2 separate regions of the Zea mays genome follow, and region 1 is linked to region 2. Evidence: chromatin contacts called from public Hi-C data. All regions are on one chromosome and are shown on one strand. The core of a region is the stretch at or near the end of the contact, and the rest is flanking DNA. Distances in the headings are between cores, read along the strand shown. Region 1 holds the start of LOC103641254 (dnaJ homolog subfamily B member 4). Region 2 holds the start of LOC100501788.

The links. A called contact is a pair of places that touch in the nucleus more often than the background predicts.
Region 1: a contact with region 2 is called in a Hi-C map of endosperm, with 2.4 times the contacts expected there. The contact joins the promoter of LOC103641254 here to the promoter of LOC100501788 in region 2. A contact is called at or near these places in 3 of 25 Hi-C or Micro-C datasets (ear, endosperm and tassel).

Annotation. Positions count from the first base shown.
Region 1 is chr10:78,338,759-78,341,866 of Zm-B73-REFERENCE-NAM-5.0, forward strand. LOC103641254 (dnaJ homolog subfamily B member 4) reads left to right here and starts at 1,765. Exons shown (of 3, transcript XM_008664618.4): 1 at 1,765-2,660. The coding sequence starts at 2,493.
Region 2 is chr10:77,644,287-77,647,643 of Zm-B73-REFERENCE-NAM-5.0, forward strand. It overlaps LOC100501788, which reads right to left and starts at 1,469. Exons shown (of 6, transcript NM_001196446.1): 1 at 1,345-1,469; 2 at 1,077-1,268. The coding sequence starts at 1,449. LOC100276012 reads right to left here. Exons shown (of 8, transcript NM_001149906.2): 7 at 2,032-2,121; 8 at 1,695-1,945. The coding sequence ends at 1,901.

The DNA of each region.
Region 1 (3,108 bases), core at 515-3,014, 690 kb after region 2:
AAGCTCTCAAGCTCAATACAACAGATAGTGGAGTACGGTATTACGCTCCGGTGGCCTGAACCACTCTAAACCCTTGCGTGTTCTTGTGTTCATCGTCCATCTAGCAACAGGCAAAACGCTTAGGCCCCCTCCTCATCTTAGGATTTAGGACGGTGCATTCCACCACCCGGCCGAAGATTTCCTTTCCGACACTAGCATTGGTTTTTAGGACTATTGAAGATGTTCTTAGTTTGGGAGAGTAATTAATAAAAAAATTGGCATTTGATCGAACAACAATGTTTACCTACAAGCCACACTAGATGCGGCATCTCCAACAAGTGACTTAAATAGTGCCTAAAAATTAAAATACTATATTGTTTAAAACGTTTAGACACTAAAAATAAATTATGCTCCAATAATTAAGTTCTAAATCATGTATTTTAGAAAGTAAATTATATTATTAGAAAAGAAAATGGTGAGAGCGATGTAGAAAATAAGGATATGACACGAGTGTCAGAGCATCTCCAAAAGGAAATGCAAAAGTATTCGCCAAAAACTGATTATGAGGGTATATTAAATCTTTTTTATGGTGTAAACAAAGTGTACCTCCATCAATTCACGCAAAACGAATGCTCAAACAAAACTGGGCCACTTGCAGGTGCTGTTGCTGGCCCAGCTGATCTCTACCGTTGGCCCGTGCATGCTTGCTGATAGACATATTTATTTGTGCTACTCGTTGTATCACTCTTGCTGTCGCCGCACGCCGCTAGGAATCGACTGCATCAAGGTATGAAACTGTTCCTACGTCTTGATAATTGTTATTAATTGCATCTTTGCTTGACCGTTAATCGGAATTTTGTGAATAAAACAGATTATGCGACGTCATCCAGTAAGCAGAAGTTAGGAACTGAGACTACACGTCATGATTTATTAAGTAAAGATGAAAGCAAACAATTGAACTAATCGATTCTCAGAGCACAAATTTGATTATCAATACAAAATAATTGAAGGTTGAGATAAACAACCACTACCGTTCATCGCGTGCTCCATGGATGTAGACAAGTCGTCAATGCGGGAAAACAAGGGAGCTGCAATTGGATCTGATTCAACGTCGACACAGGACACATCCTCCCATTTCAGAACGGAGTTCTCCTTCACCTCGCATTTGCATTCCATCCTCCAGGTCTAGGTTGAGGCTGATCATTGCGGTGTGGTTGAGGCTGTAGATTCAAAGCAGCCGTCTGTCTCGACTGGGTTTCAAAGCTCTAGCCATCGACTCTGCCGCCGCCTCCTACACTTGTGATGCCTCTCGCGCCGCCACTCTCCATTCCTTCCTCGGCACCTGAATGAAAAATACCGCGGGAAAGGACTAGTGAAGCGCGCGCAAGGATGGATTGGGGAAAGACCTTGCTCACTGATATTTGTGGGAGGGCGGACCACGGATGCGGGACGCAGGTAATTTAGGGGAAGGAAGGGAGGTCTGTTGGACTGAGAAATTTCGTTATTCCACCCCTAAACGCATTTATGGATTGGTTTTAGTATTCTTTTGGAGATGCTCTAAGTGTAGTATATTTGGGTCATTTTGTGGTGTGCCGTATATTTTTGATAAAAAATATAAAATAAGATGTACTATTAGAGATACTATATGGATATTAAATACCAAAAAAATCTTATCAACAAATTAAAAAAACACACGGGGAAATCTTTTCTAGCCAATACCGATACCGAGAGAATCCCTTCAAACACGCCTCTCGCATGTACTCCACGAAAGCTCAAATCAAATACGCACACAAAACAAACCCAGGAGCCAGGTGGGTCACGAGGCCCACATGTCGGTCCCAGTGGGGATGCCCCGCGATACGTTTCCCCGATGGCGCGTAGCTATTTTTGCAAACCGAAGCCGGATTTGGGCGAATTGATAGCGCGTCTCCGCTGTCCCTTTCTCCCCGTCGTCTACGTCCCTTCCGGCCGCGTCCTTCCCCTCCCAAGATCAACCCCCCCGCGCGCTTGTCTCCTTCCCCCGGCCATCTCCGGCACCGGATTTTTCGTCGCCGCCTTGTCCTGGCCCCTTCCGCGAAGACCCATTCCCACACACCCTTTATGCCAACTTGCCGCCCCCGCGGATTCGCGCGCACCGCGGTCGGTGTCTAGGCTTGATTGGCCCTGGCCCAGGAGCACGGCGAAAGGCGGCGTCTTGGTGTGAAGCGGCCGCGCTGGATTGGTTGCCGCCGGTGGTGCTGATCGTTGGGCGTGTTTGAGAGCGCGCCGAAGGCTCTGCCTTGTGGGGAGCGGTCGACAGGCAGGGTCAAAGGAGGCGGTCTTTCCTCTTGTCCCGATCGCATTGTTGATCTGACACGGTTTCTTGGGAAATTCAGGTTAGGGATAGGCGGGGGGAGTGGGGTCGTCGTGAAGGAGGCAGCAGCGGTTCGCGTGGATCGAGGAAGGGATTTTATTGCGTTGGGATTTGGTAGGTGGTGGCGCTGCTCTTGCCGTTCTTGGCATGAGCGTTGGAGATGGGGACGGACTACTACAATGTGCTCAAGGTGAACCGGAACGCCACGGAGGAGGACCTCAAGAAGTCGTACCGCCGGCTGGCCATGAGGTGGCACCCCGACAAGAACCCTGGCGACGTCAAGAAGGAAGCCGAGGCCAAATTCAAGAAGATCTCCGAGGCCTACGAGGTATGGAAATTGCAGGGAAAAAATTGCAGTTACATTGGTTGCAGCTGCAGCACCTTCTTGCTTAGCTTTGCTTTCGCGGCGCAGGCCTGATTAGTGATTACGCTTTGGAATATCTGGTAAAAGTTACTACTGTCTTTCCTCTGAATCGCAAGCACAGTTTGGATAAATTTCCATGTACTTGTTACCAGAGAAAATCCATTTTCACCAGTAGATATTAGCACTAGTTGTTTCGTTAGCGATTTGCGAGCTGGAATTCTGCAAATATCATGGAGATTCGTGTCGACTATGCGTTATGTCGGTTTTCAATATGTAGCTCTTGTATTCTGTCATCCTGATCGAGTGGTCGATCCTGCCTGTAAAATCATAATGTGCGTCATTTCTATGGCTGCTCATTTCTGCATTTTCTGCTCCTTCAGATTACGACAAAATGCTCGCTGGCTCCTTTCAG
Region 2 (3,357 bases), core at 219-2,718:
AACAATTGAAGACTAAACGATAAGATAAATTTATTAAGCCTAATTAATCTATAATTAACAAATGTTTACTGTAGCATCACACGAGCGAATCATGGACTAATTAGGTGTAATAGGTTCGTCTTACCGTTTAGTCATCTCCTGTATAATTAGACTATATTTAACATTTCTAACTAGCATTCAAACATCAGATGTGATAGGGACTAAAATTGAGTCAGAAGAACCAAACAGGGCCTAACAGACTAAATGTTTTTCCTCTTCCGGAAAGGGGTGTTGTGGGCTATACAGGCTGCTGAAATGGGGATTATGTGGAAGGTTGGAAATGGGGAAAATTCGTTTTGGGGGAGGATCAAAGGCTTTGTTGTTGTGGTTTGGTAACTCCAGTTTGGCCATTCAGTTTTGGCCATTATATATATTATAAATGAACAGCATGGTAAGTCCATTGACGAGGTTTGGGATGGGGAGGTTCTGAAACTCTCCTTGAGGAGGAATGTGTCTGAAAGAGTCATGCAGCTCTGGTGTGAATTGCTGGAGATAATGAAAGGGGTGAAGTAAATCTGAGGAGGAAGGTCAAATGATTTGGAGCTTTAGCTCTAATGGTAGATACTCAGTGCGATCTTTGCATGCGGTGATCAGCAATAGAGGAGTTATAGCGGTGTGTGTCCATGCAGTTTGGAAAATTACTGGGATTCAGATTGTTGTTAACTAAGAACAAGTTACTTATACTAGGTATAATTTGGCTAAGAGAAGAGAAGCCTTGGACCAGTCCTGTCTTTTCTGTAGTGAGAGGGAGTCTATTTGCCATCTGTTTTCTGATCCTTGTGTGGCCAATGTTTAGATGCTCCTCGTCACACGAATGAAGACTCGATGGTGACCCAAAGTAATCAAAATGTGTTCGGGTAGTGGTGCTGTTGGCTTTTAAGGCCTTTTTCTGTTTGATTCGCTGGAACTTAACTGTCATGAACTCTTTATGATCAATAAAATAAAGCGATGGAAACCTTTCCTGTGAAACAAAAGAAAAAAGAAGAGAAAAAACAAGCACAGGAAGCAATGGAAACGGAAGTGGAGAGAGGGCTTACAGTGATGACGACGCCACCACCGGGCTTCTGGCCCAAGGCTAAGCCAAGCGGCTTCTCGACCTCCACCTCGATGTTCTTGGCGGCGGTCCTCGCGTTCACCTGCAGCAGCCTCCGCCGGCCGCCGCCTCTCCGGTGGCCGGCCGCCCACCTCCTGTCCACCACCAGCGACACCCCATGGAAGGCAGTCTTCTGCTGCACCATACGTCCATACGAACATCAGCGATCACAGGAAACAAACCACAGAAATAAAAGCAGCATCCCTACTCACAGTTGATGCCGAGATGATGGAAGGAGGCGCCTGCTGCTGAGCTCTGGTAACGGGGATGTGCTTGGGGAGGGAAGGGGCAGCCACGGAGGAGAGTGTGGCAGCCATGGTGAGGGGCTGTGACTGCGAGGATGGCAGAGGGTGGAGGAAGGGGACGGCTGCTGGCTGCCATTTGGATAGATGGAGATGCTGTGCTGCCCGTGGGCCGTGGCTAAGGCAAGAGTGGTGCTCATGGCCCCTGGTCGTGTGAAGACTGTGCGGCTGACAAGGACTTGTCGGGCAACCACCGCCCATTTCTTTTCTTCTTTTTCTGTTGGCACGAGCTGACATTGTAGTTAAGTCACCAAAATGATATTGTAACATATTGGATATAATGAAGTTTGGGACCTGATAATAACATCCAAAGTACAGACGATGTGTCTATTGCACGATACATAGCAGTTCTTAATCATAACAGAACATCCAGGCTGATCCATGAATCACATTCACATGTCATCCAATCTAACACACCCCTATACAAAGATGTCCTTTGACGCCAATGAATCGTCATCACACAGATTCAAGGGTTAATGTTCTCCACGAGTGCAGAGTTCCACTGCGTCATCTGTAAGAAAACATCCAAGAGATCCATTCAAACTGAGACGAGTAACAGAAAAAAAAAACAGATGGTACAATTTCGAGGGGTCAAACCTTATTGAGGACATCTCTTGCAGCAGTTAAATCCTCCTCTTTCTTCAGGAGTTCAATTCGAGCTTTCTTGGCATTGTTACTTTCTTCAACCTACGTTGTCGTGAACAGGTAACAGCTTACTAACAGTATCTAATATCTTTACCCAGACGGATTTATTTAGCATAAATATACTGGTTTTTATCAATGAAAATTGATATGCAGGGTTAGCTTCCCTATGCAAATAATTTAAGTCTAACGGCAGTCATCTTGCCATTTGACTCGTAGCGAATGAACCAAATAGGTTTTTTTTTTAATTTCTTTTAAAAATACAAAGTTACAGAACCATGCCGATATGCATATCTGCATAAGGAAAAATATCTCCTAGCTTCAACAAATTGCCATAAAGGCCCAAACCTCAAGGTGATACTAATCAATATGCTTGCAACTCAAGTGTGTGATGGCTTAAAATTCATCCTATGTTCATGTGTTAAAAATGAACACCTCGCCGTATCCACTAACGGGCTGATTGGTTGCCGGCTTCGCTCCCGCCCGGATTACGCCAGCCTGGGCCAGTAGATACGCGCCCGTCTCACGTCTCCACGCATGCAAGTAAATGGATGAAAAAACACCTAGGCTGCATGCATGTATACAGGTTGGACTCATGCCATACAGGTAACCATTCATACCTAAATACGGTCAACGCACAAACTGAACCTGAGCGCGCCTGACAAGGTAACCAATCAGCCGTTAAGTGATCTTTCTCATCAATGGTGAACTCTGATAATAAACCAAGGGCTCATTTGGATAAAACCAATCCCTCCATACCAATAAATCTGGATTGGAGTGGAAAATAAACTAATTTTCCCCCCTTAATCCCTCCCAATATATATTGATTGAAGGGGGTTATTCTATTCCCATTACTAGATTAATCGGCATGTGTTTAACTTAACCCCCACATGTCAAACCCTATCTTTTTGTAACTATTCTCTTTTGCAAAGGACAGAGGTTATCTAGTATTTTTCCTGAACGCAAGGTTAACTGAAGAACCTACACCAAATCAGGTCTTTATTGGGCAATTTCAGAGGTCTTATTGGCTCCTTGGATCTGAAGGAGATTCCTTTGAATGGTAGAAGATTTATTTGGTCAAATCAGAGGGAGGTTCCCACCCTTGTTAAGTTGGACCATGTTTTTTGCACTACCTGCTGGGAGGAGGCTTTCCCTAATTGTTTTCTTTATAGCAGTGCCTCTGAAGTTTCTGACCACTGTCCTCTAATCCTTAAGCTCAATGCGGATCTTAGAGAACTTTTGGCCTAAACTCCCAGATTTTATGGAAGAGATTGCTGCTTC